4 separate regions of the Mus musculus genome follow, and regions 2, 3 and 4 are each linked to region 1. The links are chromatin contacts, called in public HiChIP or PLAC-seq and promoter capture Hi-C maps. All regions are on one chromosome and are shown on one strand. Each heading gives the region's core, a stretch centred on a gene start, on an enhancer-like site or on the middle of the called end of the contact. The rest is flanking DNA. Distances are from core to core; before and after follow the strand shown. Region 1 holds the start of Tmem98 (transmembrane protein 98). Region 2 holds the start of Rhbdl3 (rhomboid like 3). Region 3 holds the start of Cdk5r1 (cyclin-dependent kinase 5, regulatory subunit 1 (p35)). Region 4 holds the start of C030013C21Rik (RIKEN cDNA C030013C21 gene).

The links. Promoter capture Hi-C pulls out the DNA fragments that hold promoters and counts their contacts. HiChIP or PLAC-seq counts read pairs in DNA pulled down with a chosen protein or histone mark.
Region 2: a contact with region 1 is called in an HNF4G HiChIP or PLAC-seq map of pancreatic cancer cells. The contact joins the promoter of Rhbdl3 here to the promoter of Tmem98 in region 1. A contact is called at or near these places in 2 of 39 promoter capture datasets (pre-B cells and stem cell-derived epiblast-like cells), 1 of 484 Hi-C or Micro-C datasets (embryonic stem cells) and 1 of 115 datasets of contacts at active chromatin or transcription factors (pancreatic cancer cells).
Region 3: a contact with region 1 is called in an H3K4me3 HiChIP or PLAC-seq map of stem cell-derived neural progenitor cells, with 3 times the contacts expected there. The contact joins the promoter of Cdk5r1 here to the promoter of Tmem98 in region 1. A contact is called at or near these places in 17 of 484 Hi-C or Micro-C datasets (B cells, the HL-1 cell line, cerebellum and 11 more), 13 of 115 datasets of contacts at active chromatin or transcription factors (cardiomyocytes, embryonic stem cells, extraembryonic endoderm stem cells and 6 more) and 2 of 9 other capture datasets (embryonic stem cells and liver).
Region 4: a contact with region 1 is called in a promoter capture Hi-C map of stem cell-derived epiblast-like cells, with 4 times the contacts expected there. The contact joins the promoter of C030013C21Rik here to the promoter of Tmem98 in region 1. A contact is called at or near these places in 4 of 39 promoter capture datasets (the 3T3-L1 cell line, embryonic stem cells, hematopoietic stem and progenitor cells and 1 more), 1 of 15 datasets of contacts at CTCF or cohesin (the NIH/3T3 cell line) and 3 of 115 datasets of contacts at active chromatin or transcription factors (embryonic stem cells and large pre-B cells).

What each region holds. Positions count from the first base shown.
Region 1 is chr11:80,808,772-80,812,400 of GRCm38.p6, forward strand. Tmem98 (transmembrane protein 98) reads left to right here and starts at 1,595. Exons shown (of 7, transcript NM_029537.2): 1 at 1,595-1,688. Gm31228 (a long non-coding RNA gene) reads right to left here. Exons shown (of 6, transcript XR_001780272.2): 4 at 3,118-3,240; 5 at 1-358.
Region 2 is chr11:80,299,270-80,302,898 of GRCm38.p6, forward strand. Rhbdl3 (rhomboid like 3) reads left to right here and starts at 1,643. Exons shown (of 9, transcript NM_139228.3): 1 at 1,643-2,002; 2 at 3,395-3,418. The coding sequence starts at 1,892.
Region 3 is chr11:80,475,066-80,478,694 of GRCm38.p6, forward strand. Cdk5r1 (cyclin-dependent kinase 5, regulatory subunit 1 (p35)) reads left to right here and starts at 1,958. Exons shown (of 1, transcript NM_009871.3): 1 at 1,958-3,629. The coding sequence starts at 2,444. The coding sequence ends at 3,367.
Region 4 is chr11:80,507,172-80,510,800 of GRCm38.p6, forward strand. C030013C21Rik (RIKEN cDNA C030013C21 gene) reads right to left here and starts at 1,935. Exons shown (of 3, transcript NR_126552.1): 1 at 1,385-1,935; 2 at 764-871; 3 at 239-374. All of the region lies in intron 21 of Myo1d (myosin ID), which reads right to left. Gm31109 (a long non-coding RNA gene) reads left to right here and starts at 2,106. Exons shown (of 2, transcript XR_003949722.1): 1 at 2,106-2,190.

The DNA of each region.
Region 1 (3,629 bases), core at 345-2,844:
TGACCTTTCCCTCACTGATAGGCACAGAGCTCCAAAGGTCTGCATGAAAGCACTTCAGAGGGTGATAAAACCACTCCCCAGCCTTCTCTTCCAGATAGGACGCCAAGAATTGGAAGCAAAGGTCCTCCTCCCCCTCCTCCTTCCCCCTACCCCTCCTCCTCCCCCTCCCAAGTGCTGGGGATCAAACATGGCTTGTGCATGTTGGGTTCACTCTACCACTAGGCTGTGCGGTGCATACGAAGACTGGATGTTGACATTCAGTGTCCTCTTGCACTCGGTAGGTTTCTATTGCTGTGAATACCATTGCCAAAAGCAACTTGAGGAACAAAGGATTCATCTCACCTTACAGGCTTCAGTCCTGAAAGGAAGTCAGGGAAGGAACTCAGCAGGAACCTGGAGGCAGGAACTGAAGCACAGACCTCAGAGGAGTGTAGCTTACTGGCTTGCTCCTCATGGGATGCTCAACCTGCTTCCTTATACAACCTAGGACTGCTTGTCTGGAGGTGACATCCCTTGCATTGGGTAGAACACTTGTATCACATGCAAGAAGTCCTGCATCCAACCTCTAGCAGGGCAAAAAAGGAGCACAAACAAACACACCAAACTAAACAAAAAGACTGGGGTCTGGAGGAGACTATAGGCTCTGGTTTGCAGATACTGCATCGAGTTGATGGAGAAATCACCTGCATCCTTTGGTTCTTGTCATCTTAGGTCCTTGCAAGTGGGGTTGTTTTAGATCTGGACAGGCCACCCACGTTTTACTCGGCCTATGCAGGCTCTGCCTTTTCCTCAGGGCAGATCAGGATATAACTAACCATCCAAAGCCCACTCACTTCTCATTGTAAAACATGGTCTTTATAGACTTTGGGATCCTTACCCAGAATAGTCTGCTCCGTAAGCCTTTGCGGGGGGGGGGGGGGGGGGGGAGGGGGGGCCTGGAATCCTAAACTGCTGCTATCAGCTGGCATCTTTAGGCCCGAAAGCAGCCTATTGGTGACTGTCAACAGCCTGGACTGCGTCCTGACCCGTGAGGTATGTTCTCTCTGCAGTAGGATTTTTAGAACGCACGACTGCCTGCCAGGGTCCTGGCTAGGCAGTGTTTAGCAAGACTCTTTAAGTTAGGCTACTGGTTCACTTTTAGCCCTGGGCCAGGCTCTTGCCCCAAAATGTGTGCAGTGTGTCACTGACCCTGACACCAGTTTCCAGGGTCATTACAGAGGAGGGCGGCAAGGCACAGAGAAGTGAGGTCAAATCGCTCACAGCTATTGAGTCCTTACAATCAATCTGCACACAGCAGCTAGGGCAGCGACCCAGCACTGTGTAAACTGTGGGAGCTCCTACCCCCCACCCCAGGCTGTCCAGCTGGAGGGCAGTGGGTGTGGATGCATCCTGCCCTGGCTTCCGTGGGTGCACGTGGAGGGGTCCTCCGATCGTCAGTGACTGTCTCCCAGCTGCCCTGGCCTCCCGGGACGCCAATCCCCAGGCGGCCAGGGGCCTGGCGGGGACGGCGGCGCCTGGCAGCGGGGGATTTGGGTGCGCTGGCTGGGCCGCCCCGCCGGGGGTGGATCTGGGTCGTCGGCCCGCCCGCCCTCCCGGCATGCCCTGCTGCTGGCCGCTGCGGGCAGCACTCGGACTTGGCCTTGGGGGGGGATCGCGGGGAGCCGGCGTACCCCGGAGCTGCAATTGAGGTGGGTGAGCACGCGGGGCGGGTGGCGGGTGGCGGGTGGCGGGAAGGCTCTCTGTGGGCTGCTGGGACACTGCTTTGTTCTGCCCTGCGGAAACGGAGCAGCGCGCAAGTTGGGGACCAAAGTTGAGCGCGCGTACCAGCCTTCCCTGGGGGCGGCAGGCGGGCCAAAGAAGGGAGAGAGTTGGATCTTGATGGGTTTAAAATCAAATGGAGGGGAAAGCTAAGAGGGAGATGGAACGAGAAAGAGAGATGCAGGGAGAGAGGAAAAGTCACGGAGATACAGAGAACACACAAAGAAAGAAAAGCGCACAAAGGAACGCCCACACCGAGGGATCGCAGAAGGCGGCTGAGGGAAAGTTCAAGAAAGCAAAGACCTCAAAGAAAGTACTGAAAAAGAGAGAAGAGGAAAGCGGCACTCTCTTGCGGGATGGTGGTGGAGCTTGGAGAAATAGGGGCGTGGAAGGGAATATGTGGGGAGCCTGGAGAAGGGATACATTGGAGGAAAACATCTAGAGAGGAAGACATAAAAATAAGGAGGAAAGAAAACGGTTAACATTGCTAGACAGAGAAGGACAGCACAGAGTGTCTAGAGAAACTAAGGCAAACCTGTTCCCTCCCCTTCCTGCTTTCCCAACAGAGTATAAGATCAAAACAAAACAAAACAAAACAAAATAAAAACCAAAAAACTCTGTGAGAGAGCAGCGTTTGCAGACTGCTGAGGAGGCTTCCTTGGCAACTTAAGCCAGTAAAGTCCCCACCCTGTTTACCCGTTCCTCAAAATTCAGCTCAATTATCCCCAGGTTTGCGAAGGAGGCTTTTCTAGAAAGTGCCATGCAAATTGCAGTCTCTTTATTACCCAAGCCTGCACATAGCCCACCTACACAGCTGCATCCTTCTTCCCCACCAGTTCATTGTCATGGGGGAGGGGGATCTGTGTCTTCTGTCTCTAGTCTTCAGAATTCAGTGTTTGCTGTAAGCAGATGGTCAATCTGTGCTCCCCGAGTGACCATCAAGAGAGTTTGAATTCTGGGAGACATAAACATCACACATAGACTAAGTACTGTGGCGAGCCAGCCTGGGGTCCTACAGACTGCTGAGGCATAGCACTCCTTTCTGTAGGTAAAGAAACTAAACCCAGGGAGGGGAGGAAACTTTTTCAAAGGTATGCCTATGGGAGGTCTGCCCTGAAAGGATGCTGTGAAGACCACTTCTCTGAGAGGCTCTGGCCTGAGTTTAACACAGCTTGATAGGCTGCGTCACGCTGCAGGAAGTAATGGCTCACGTTCAGGATGGTGGTCCCAAAGGATTGCATCGTGTGATGATGTCCTAGCTGGTCTTAGTTTGTCTAAGTTCGGTCTGGGTGTTTGACAATGACCACAATACCTGACAGTGCATTTCTCAGAACGGAAAAGCATCTTGTTAAGCCATACCTGACTGTTGGTGTGAGAGAAGCTGCCAGATGGTGCTGCACAAGGAATACTCCACTCTGCTTCTAAGTTTTCAACTCTCAAAGTGTCGGTCGGTCACAACCCATCCCAGGGTTCTCACTCTTCCTTAGAAAGGAAAAGGAAGGTGACTCTTCACTTTGGACCAATGGCTTTCTGATGGCCAGCTATGTAGACCTGGACGAATTCTTTAACCTCCTGGAAACTCAGTTTCTTCACCATAACATAGAGATGCCCCATACGATCCTTGCTAGGCTCCACCCGGAGTATCTGACACAGAGGAGCTAGCTCCTGAGTACAACCTTCTTCTGTCCTGGCATTATTTCACTTACATGACTTACAGCATGAAGTCATCAAGGCAGGTGCAAATGTGTCCTAAGCTTCAAAACTTAGCTCATTCTAACTGGAAAATAACCACTTACCATAATAGAGAAGGGAAATTCGGGCGTGGTCTAAGATGCCCTTGGGTTTGCAGGGGGATGTGAGGGAGCCTTGCT
Region 2 (3,629 bases), core at 393-2,892, 510 kb before region 1:
TGAGTTGGATCTGTTGCTAAGAGCTGTCCCTGGGCTAGAGAAGAGAAAGCTTGTGAGGACTAGCTGGGGGGGAGGGGGGTGTGTCAGTGGATGCTGGACATCTCTGCAGAGTGGCCTTCTCTTCCACGCACCTGTCTCTTTCCAATCCCCCTGTAACCAGGCTTTCAGAACCAGCTCTTTCCCAAAGGTCTGAATGTAACAGAGCCAGCACTGCTCATGTTATGTCCAGCCAACGGTAGCAGGGGAGGTAGAGACAGGGTCCCTGGCCCTCAGGGCCCCAGCAGTTGCTTATCCTAATAGGCTTTTTTATCAGAAAGAATTCAGCCTCTCTTCTGTCCCCTGAAGGCAGTTTTCAAAAAAATCACACCCCCATGCAGACAGTTTTATTTACAAGGAAATCTTGGCAGGATCTTGACTTGTTAGTAGAGTAGAGATGGGGGAGGGGTGGCAAGAAACAAAAATAGTTGGAATGATCACACTTTCTGAAACCGAGATGAAAATTGGTGTCTGTTGCAAACTCACCTAATTAGGATGGAACTGATTTCCTTCTGGGTTTAAGAGGAGTAGTCAGTGCTGGGCGAGATGGTCACAGGTTGGATCCTGGGTTTGCACGATGTGGTTACATTTGCGTTATGAAAATGAAGGTGTTAATTGCAACTTCTGATAATAATAATAATCCTTTGGACGTCGAGAGGGGTAATGATGATGCGGAGAGGTTGAAGGGCTTTGGTTCTGTATGTAGGCTGCCGGAGGAGCGGGGGTGGGGGTGTGTGTGGGTGTGGGGAGTGTGGGAGGGGGAGGGGCGGCTGAACCAGGACTGAGCCCCTGAGCCTCCCTTGAGGAGCATCTACCCCAGCCCGGGCACTGGCACAAATTATAGTTAGGTGGGAAGATCGCTTTTCCCACAGGTACTCTGTCTCCCATTTTTCTTCTTTAAACATCCTTTAGTACTTTGCTAACTTCATTCCTGGTTTTTAGTTTTAGTTTTTTGTTTTTGTTCCCCACCACCCCCACCCCCACCCCCGGCCAGCTCTCCCCCCACCCCGCAATCCCTCCCCGGCACTCCACCCCTCCGCTCCTGTCTGGCAGGGCACTACTTTCCTGGATTTAACATGGTCGAGAAACCTGAAGATAGCATACAGCTCTAGATGGAGAGGTAGGGCAAAGGTTAGGATTTAGGGTCCCAAACCACCTGACCTTTCTCTCATCTCTAGGCTTTCCCAGACCTCCCAGAATCCAAGACCACAGCGAACAGAGAGAGGTCTTAAGGGTGGCTGGTGGAATCCAATTTTCACATCTCACTCTCAATTCAGTCCTATTTAACCCTGACATGGCCAACTTCGTGAGAACCTCGCTTCTGCCTCCGTCACACAATCTGCTGCTTCCAAGTGATGGTTAACCCGGTGCTGAGCTGAGCAGGCTGAGGGCAACGCAGTCCCCATCTCCGGGCGGGAGGAGCGGCGGCTTGTCGCTCGCCTCCCGGCAGCCAGCCCTCCCTCTTTCCCTCCCTCCCTCCCCGCGGGCGGCCTGGGGGGGCGGGGGCCCCGCGAGCAGCCCCGCCCCCGCCGCGCGCCACCCCGGAGGAGTCCGTGGGGAGGAGGAGGCTCGCGCGCAGAGCGGGGGCCGCGCGGAGCGGGAAGGAGCGCGGGGAGCGGTAGGGCCCGGCTGGCCCAAGGGCGCCCTGCCTCGGGCCCGCGACAGAGGCCAAGAAGTTTGGCGGCTAGGGGCCCAGCGCCCCGGGTCGCGGGGGCCGCAGTGAGGGCGGTGGGGAGAGCAGAACCATGGGAGCGAGCGCGGAGGCGGCGAGGGGCGCAGCTAGCTCCTGGAGCAGCACGGCCGCGGCGGCGCAAAGTTAGCCCGGCGCCCCGGGACGAGCGCCGCAGTCTGGGCCATGGGCGAGCACCCCAGCCCCGGCCCCGCAGTGGCCGCCTGCGCGGAGGCTGAGCGCATCGAGGAGCTGGAGCCCGAGGCCGAGGAGCGACTGCCCGCCGCGCCAGAAGACGTGAGTGCCCCCTCCTGTGTCCCTCAAACTTTCTGGGGGGCGCCACGCGGGGAGACGCCACTGCCTCAGCTCCCTACCCCGCAGACAACTTAGAGGCTTCAAGGTTATGTCACCGGAGCGTCCGGGATGAGTCGGGGGTCCCCGAGGGTAGGAGAGATAGGTCTCCCCCAAATGCAAGCGCGCGCTCCCCACCCCGCTCGGGTTCCCGCGGCTTCACTGCGGGACACAGCCCGGGCCACTGCGCCGGGAACCTGTCGGCTGCCGAGCCCCCTCCCCGCGGCTGGTGCAGTGCCCGGGACACGGCGTTTTCCTGCAGAGGCGGCCGCGTCACTGTAGTGACTTCCCCTCCCCTCCCCTCAGCGACCTGCGGACTCTGCAAGCCCGGGGAAGGAACCGGCGCCGCAGATGCCCAGTCTCTGATCAGCGCAGACCGCTCTGGAGACCCCTTCTCGGCTGCCAGATTAGCTCCCGCCGGCGTCAGTCCGGTCGCGACACTGATTGAAATTCAAACTGATCTCAGTCCCTGAACCCAGCCAGAGCTAGCTGGGTCGAAATGCTCCCAGCAGGGGGCTCAGGAGTCCCTGACCACCTCGGTGCCAGGAACGGTCCCCTGGGGCAGGGTAGGGAGGGGTTACTCCAGAGGGCTTTCCTGCCATCTGCCGCTTAGATCTCTTGTCTGCTGTCCTGGGAGGCGAGGCAGGATCTGGAAAGCCCCGGGTGCTTGAGTTGATGAAACTACTCCCTCTCGGCACCCTGCCTCGGACCTGTCCCTCCTTCAGAGTAAAATTAAACCAGAAACCCCAGCCTACGAAACCACAGCCAGCAAATCTGAATGGGCCGGGAGTCTAACATCTCTCGGGTTTGCGTAACTAAACCTGTCACTTTGTCCTGGCCCTAACTCCTGAGAGAGTCTTCTGTATTCAGTACTTGCACTCAGTCTTGGAAGCATATTGGGGAACACACACACACACACACACACACACACACACACACAGAGTGCTCAAGCAGGGGCGAGTCTCCTGAGCAGAGTCCTCCAACAGACAAGGTCTGAAGGTGTACTCCGGGAGTAGATGTGGACGTGACCTTTCCGTAGCAGAAGTTATCAGAAACCCGGAGACACGGTTGGGAATCGTCCTTGTTCTCATTCCAGCATCTGACTGTGTTCCCCCCCCCCAAAAAAAAACACCCCATTCCCACACCGTACTGTGCGAGTTCTGCCTTCGCTCACACGGGGACTTTTCAGGTTTCATCTGGGGGGCCCCTGAACCTGATTCTGACTGCTGGGCAACAGCTGGGAGGTGATGTCAGAAACCTCAGGGGTCTACAGAAACCTTGGTGATAAGTGCCTTTCTTTCTCTTCTTCCTCTCCCGCATGGCCTCCCTCTCTACCAGCACTGGAAAGTCCTGTTTGAAAAGGTATGTGAGCAGTTAAATACCTTTCTTCTTCCCAGCCCTGCCTGAAACCGGTCTCAGTCTTCCTGCTTGACTGCGTGGGCTTTCCTAGCTCAGTGCTCCGGAGATGGTGACGTGCTATGGAGGCGTGGCTTAATACATCTAGGGCGGAGCCACACGGTGCTCTGGGTATCCGGAGACAGCAGTAGGCTCCCTAGAGAGAAATCGTTCATCC
Region 3 (3,629 bases), core at 708-3,207, 330 kb before region 1:
AGGCGTGGCCTAGGTGAGTAGGGTTCCTGACAACCTCTCACCTCAGCATGTAGTATGGTAGTGCCATCCTGCTTCTGTTCTGCAAACACGAGGAGGCTGGGGTAGTTGGCAGAGGTTTTCGAAGGTAATGGGGTAGGGTTGGCCAGACAGAAGACAAGAGAGAACACGCATGTGGCCGTGCTGGAGAAGGCCCGTGACCTCTAGGATTGAATTGTAAAAGCTGGAATTCAGTTGCAGGCAACAGCAGGCCCGGGTCTTTCTAATGGGTGGATCTCTGCCTTTGGAGGGCTGTGTATAATTAGGGAAGTAGAACACATTTAACTTTTGCTTAATCCTGGAATTTGAAGGGGACCATAAGCATGAAGTCAGCTCAGAGGCTGGTTTTTAGCGGTTGCCTTTCCAGGTAGAAGAAACATTGGGGGAGCTGGTCTGAAAGGCCTTAGGAAGATGGCTTACAGCCTACTATGATGAAAAGGAAGAGACCCAGGGCCGCCCTACTGAAGAGCAGCTAGGGGGTTGAGTCTGACCCTTGAGGCTCGGTCTCAGTGTCAGTGTTGAGAGCGCTCTTGGAGAGGGTTTTCGTTGGAGCTGGTATGGTGGCTCATGCCTGAATCCTAACTGAACATTGAAGCAGGAGGATGGCAAGGTGCTGGCGGCCTGTGTCTCAAGGAAAGGTTCCAAGTCATGGATTAATTTTGAGCAGAGTTGTTAGAAAGCCAGTGTGACACTGGCCTTCATTCCCCGTCCCCCAATGTAATTATTTACTCTCCCCCTTCCCGGTTTGAGTTGAAGTCTCCATCCTCACCACAGCACGTCCTACTACTGGCTCTGGACCATACTCCAGAGCTGTGAGCTAACACTTCATTATTTCGTTTATAGGTTACCCAGTGTCAGGTGCTGTGTTCTAGTAATAGCAGGTACCACTCTGTTCTATGAGAAACATTGTTAGGAAGGGGCCACAGCGAAGCTAGCCATCCTGTGTGCTTGGTAAGGTCCTGGAAAAACTTTTTTTGGGGGGTGGGGTGGGGTGGTAACAGGGCAGGGCACTTACCTCTCTGGTCACCCTGGTCCCTAACCTGGAAGTACTTAAGCCTAATGACCTCAACAAGATTCTTGTTTTGGGTGTTTTCAGGAATTCTCTCAGGTTCGGAGTTGGGAGTCTGAGTTAAGATACAGGTTGGCTTATTTGACAATTTGGGTCTCCAGAACCAGTCCAGAATGAATGACTTGTAATTCGGCAGTGGCCTTTGTGAAGGACATGGAGGCTGATTGTGAACTATGTGTCGGTAGTCAGAACCAGATTTTCTTGCAATTTTACTGTCATCAAGTTTTAAAATGGGCAAATAAGAAACTGGCCTAAAGGCGCAGCAGCTTCAATTTTGACAGCCTCCGTGATAGGATCTCTAGGCCGCCCTCATCCTTCTGGCCTGGCTTTCCTAGAGTCTTAATGGGTGCCGGGCTTTTACGCTGATGCTGATTGCGGCTCTTCCTTTCTCCAGCGCCCGGGCCAGCTCTCCGCACCGCCCGCAGCCTCTGCCAAGGGGGCCGCGGCGGGAACAAAGGCAGCACGTGTCTGGGCGGGGCCCGCCCTCCGCCCCGCCCGCCCCCTCGCCCTCCCGCCCGCCCTCCCGCCTGGAGAGCTCCGCTGCGCGGCGCCGGAGCTCACGAGGCCGGGCTCCGCGCGCGGCGCAGGCACCTTCCAGGTGGAGACCCGGCTTCGCGCGTTCCCGCCGCCCGCGCCGTGTCCCGTAATGGGCGCGCCCACTAGAGGCGCCACCGTGCGCCGCTCGCGCTGAGGGACGCGAGTGGCGGCGACCTGGCGGCGAGACCGAGCGGGCGTGTGGACCGCGCGCGCGATCCGGAGAGGCGGCTTGCAAGGCGCGCGCCGGGGCGGGGCGGGGCGGGGCCGGCGGGCTCGCGGCGGAGACGCAGGCGGGGGCCGGGCGGGGGCGGGGCCGCGGCGTCTGCAGAACCTTGGACAGAAGCAGGGAGCCGCCGCCGCGCCGAGTCGAGCACCCGGGCCGCGGCGCGCATTGCGGAGGGCCTGGGACGCAGCGGCTGCGCCTGCCGCGGGAGCCTGCCTGACTGCGGGTAAGCCTGCGCGGACCGGGGCCGTGTGCGCGGCCTGGTTGGATTCCTGCTGCGGAGGCCACTGCGGCTCTTTGACCGGTGCCGCAGTGGAAGCACAGGCTGGGGCTCGACGGGGCCGCAGCCCGGGGGTTCGGGCCTCGGAAGTGCGAGCGGAGGGGCGCGGCGTGGAGCCCCGCCCGGGGCTGAGAACCATCTTGTTTTCCACGCAGATCCGCAGGACTAAACGCGTCGTGTCCCGGGAGCGCCTCCTTTCTCTCTGCGGCCGCTACAGGCTCGGTAAGCCTTTACCCCCCTCCAGCCGGCAGGCTGGGCGCGCGGGGGTGCCGGCCCCTGCCGGGCGCGCAGTGGCACCATGGGCACGGTGCTGTCCCTATCCCCCAGCTATCGGAAGGCCACACTGTTTGAGGATGGCGCGGCCACCGTGGGCCACTACACGGCCGTGCAGAACAGCAAGAACGCCAAGGACAAGAACCTGAAGCGGCACTCCATCATCTCGGTGCTGCCTTGGAAGAGGATCGTGGCGGTGTCAGCGAAGAAGAAGAACTCCAAGAAGGCGCAGCCCAACAGCAGCTACCAGAGCAACATCGCGCATCTCAACAATGAGAACCTGAAGAAGTCGCTGTCCTGTGCCAACCTGTCCACATTCGCCCAGCCCCCGCCGGCTCAGCCGCCCGCACCCCCAGCCAGCCAGCTTTCTGGCTCCCAGACTGGGGTCTCCTCTTCTGTCAAGAAGGCCCCGCACCCTGCCATCACCTCTGCAGGGACACCCAAACGGGTCATCGTCCAGGCGTCCACTAGTGAGCTGCTGCGCTGCCTGGGTGAGTTTCTCTGCCGCCGGTGCTACCGCCTGAAGCACTTGTCCCCAACGGACCCCGTGCTCTGGCTGCGCAGCGTGGACCGCTCCCTGCTTCTGCAGGGCTGGCAGGACCAGGGTTTCATCACACCGGCCAATGTGGTCTTCCTCTACATGCTCTGCAGGGATGTCATCTCCTCTGAGGTGGGCTCCGACCATGAGCTCCAGGCTGTCCTGCTGACCTGTCTGTACCTCTCCTATTCCTACATGGGCAATGAGATCTCCTACCCGCTCAAGCCCTTCCTGGTAGAGAGCTGTAAGGAAGCCTTTTGGGACCGTTGCCTCTCAGTTATCAACCTCATGAGCTCCAAGATGCTGCAGATCAATGCCGACCCACACTATTTCACACAAGTGTTCTCTGACTTGAAGAATGAGAGCGGTCAGGAGGACAAGAAGCGACTCCTCCTGGGGCTGGATCGGTGAGCCCCTGTAGCCGGTATCCTGGCTCAAGGATTCCACTTGTTTTTAAATTTTATTACTAAAAGAATCAAGTTTTGTGTACAGTATGTGTCTAGCAGAGCCACCAAGGGCCTCTTCCCACGTTCTTTCCTTGGGGTTTTTTTTTAGCCCTTTCAAGAACTCTGGGGACTTTCGAACTGATGAACCTTGCGCGAACCCAAAAGATGCATTCAGAGCCACTTCGGCTGCTGACCACTCACTTTCCGGGACTCAAGGGACTGACTTG
Region 4 (3,629 bases), core at 685-3,184, 300 kb before region 1:
TGAGAACAGGGCTAGGGAGGTGCCAGAGCCAAAATATATTTCTGGTTTCCTTGTGGAAGAGCCAGATTGCTGTGTGTTCCATGCCCACATCCCAGTGATTGCTGGTCTCCTTACTATCTGAGATGCGCCCTCAGCCACTTAGCAGCACTGTGTGCCCACTGTACATAATGAAAGACCAGGAAGAGCCAGGGAGGAAGGAAAGGAAAAACAGGTACTTAGCACAGGAGGGACCTTGGTTATAATCGAACGGCTTTATTTCAGAGATACTATGCCTTGAGCTGGCTGGAGTGGTGCAAGCCTGCGGTCCCAGTACTAGGGAAATGGAGGCAGGTAGGATGAGGAGTTCAAGGTTAGCCTATGTTACAGAGGAGACCCTGCCAAAATAAACCAGGAAAGGAGAAAAAACTCACCCACCCAACCAAGCCAACAAAATGCCCTCAAACCACATAGGTGGTTAGTGGCAGAGTGACACTTGTATGGCACACCCAAGATTCCCACCCACTCGTTCATCGACTCACCCACTCTCCTACCCACCCAACTCACCCACCCACCCGACTCACCCACTTACCAACCCAACTCACTCATTCAGCCAAACCATCCACTCACCCAAGTTCACTCACTCACCCACGCACCCACCCACGCACCCAACTCACCTACCCACCCTCACCCACTTACCAACCCAACTCACTCACTCACCCACCCACCCATCTGCCCGCCCACTCAATTCACTCATAGGAGAAAGGGAGGCAGCACAGATCAGCACCTCTAATGGGAGTACACGAGAGCCACAGCAAGAGTCCACAGGAAACCCACAGGTCTGTCAGGAGTCACTCCTGTCAGTCTCATGACCAACTAGACCTTCAGGGCCATCCTGTGGGAGGGAAAAATGGCTGGGGGGGCAGTCTTTTCTGGCCCTGGACAAGTCGGGATCAACAGGGCAAATTTCCTAACCTCTGCTTGCCTCTGTCCTGGGCCATGAATGGGAATCTAGGGGAGATCCAAACTGAACGATCCAGGACAGAGTACGCTCAGCACCATGGCTGGAGAGCCACAACAGCCTCACGAGCACACCCTGTGATCGCTGTGCTGATGACCACAGAGCTGCGACAACCAGGGGTCAATTCGTTTTTCTTACAAAAAAGCATCAATGGCTTCATATGCTCAGGAAAGCACATCTATTCTCTCCGATGCTAAATGAGCATATTTATCTGTGTAGTTTCCCACGCTATAACCACCCCCGTTTCTGATTTTGATGGACCGTGTTTCCTTTTGATGTCACCTCAGGGTTTTTTTTTTTTTTTTTTTTTTTTTTTTTTTTTTTTTGCTTTGCTGGTGAGAAAGTCCCAGTTTAGTTTCACAATTAAAAAGAGAGTCACACACACACCTCTGTTGAGTATCCGGGCCCCTGCACACTTGCTGCTCAGGCCACCGGTTCAAGTTTAGGGTACAAACAGGAAACTGTTCATTCCTACTTCGTTACTTCTGTTTCCCGAGGCATCAACACAACTTGGGTTACAGCTGAGATTAGAAACCGGAAGCAGTCAGTAGGCAACAGCCTGGGCTACCAGTTGTGAAGTGGCAGCAGGAGGTTTGATCTACACAGACACATGGACTCTGAAGGCCTTTGATGCCGCCTGGGCCACCGGGTGGGTATTCCTCTGACATCCACTCTGAGGGCCCAGACTGCCACCCGCAATCTCCTTCCCCACACTTCTTTCTAAGGCTTGGTAGCTTGCTGCGAGTTAGCTCTTGGTTATTTTTAGCCCCACTAACTGCTTGAGAGGCAGCTGCAAGGCGGCAGCTGTGGAAGGCAGCTGCCGCGGCTTGATCTCTAGCCGGTATTATCTGACAGCTCTCGGCATGTGAGTTCTAAGATCCCCCTTTCTTTAGGTGAGCTCACAAGCTTTTCTCCTGGGGATGACATCAGATCTGTGTGTCCGATCACCTGCTCTGGTGGGGGACATGTGCAGAATTCCGCTAGAAAGGGAGATTCCAAATGTTTCTGACCCATAAACGCCAGGTGTGACGCAGGGGCCCTCCCACAGGGTTTCTAAGATGAGGGAGCGCCACAGAACTTCTGTCCTGCAAACTCTGATGTCACAAAAGAATGCAGAGAGAATGAGGCAGCTCACTAGCCTGCCTGGAGCCCCCTTCAGAGCCAGCATCAGATGAGACAGGTACCAGGCTGATGTGCGTACGCTATCCAGGAGAACTGGTCCAGATCCCATCTCCTCTGCTCTCTTGCATGGCTTTGCTTCTTGGCACACACACACCTCCTGCCTGCCTTTCTCTGGAGGGTCTTCAGCTACAGCATACAGCTTTTTGCCTTTAGGCTTCTGCATAGACTGTTTCCAATCTAGGTGGCGTTTAGACCTGCTTCTAGGTGTTAATTTGGGAGCTTTTTCTTGCTCCCATGTCAGCCTCACTTGTCCCTTAACCGCATTACTCCGAGGGCTGTATGGAACATTACTTTTAGGCATCTATTTTCTTTATAAATCTAAACCCTTTTAGCTAGCACATAGTGAGGCTCGGCAGATAGCTGACTGATGATGTCTTGGACTCCCCAAGAATTCCTCCCTCCCCCATCTATGCCTTTTTTTTTTTTTTTTTTTTTTTTTTTTTTTTGACATCAAATGTTCTTCACTGGGGACGGAACGCACAGTCTTGTGCACGCTAGGCCAATGCTCGGTAAACTGAGCTACATTTCCAGTCTCCAATTTTCTGTTCTTCAAATTGCCTCTTTTTCAATTGATCTCAATATATTCAAACTGAGTCCTTTGTCAATTCCCTGTCAGAAAAAGGGCTTCAGAGAAGAGATGTATGAAAATGCTGGGCTCGAAGGCACATTTGGGCTAAGGATACACACACAGGTAAACAGAGAAGAGCGGGGCTGGCTAGCTGAGCCTTTGTCGCCAGCCTCTTGAAACTTTCTTTTCTGTGGGTTGAGAAGCCTGAACCCCTGTTCCCAAGGCATTCTTGACAAGGAGTTTGCCCATCAAGACGACTTTCCCATTAACCTTGTGGCGCTGTTCTCAGCTGCCTCTCACAGAGCCCCTCTTAGGGCAGCGAGGCAGTTCACACCTGTGTCTACATTCTCTGGTGCACCTCCTTCTCTACCCAACCTCCACCATGCCAGACACAAGCCAGTGGAAACACTGGCTTCATACACAGCACCATGCTGAAGTCGTTTCCCAGCCCCCACCATTACAGTAAGTGGGGTAAGATACAAGTTTCTGCTTTAAAACGGGCACGTGAACACAGTCTCCATCCAACCAAGGGCTGCAGAAGAGCCCTCGGGTGCTCGACTGTCCGCCCCGGGGTTCCACTTGCTCTTCCTTGTACTGTTCTATCTCCATCCAGTCTCTTAGGTGACCAGATCCACCCCTTCTCGTTCCGGGGAAGCTTCCTATCTTAGGACTTGCTCCTCAGGTTCAAGGATCTAGCCTGCAGCCTCACTTATATAAGCTTGGTGGAAGGCATTTAATATACCCTGGGCCAATCAGAGCCTTTGCCTGGGGTTCATAGATTTTGAGGTAGAAAAGTTCCCCCTGTTTTTTGTTTGGTTTTGTTTTTAGGCTGTTAAACTGGCTGCAAGTGTGCCTAGGTATTCCCTATGCGGAAGCACACTA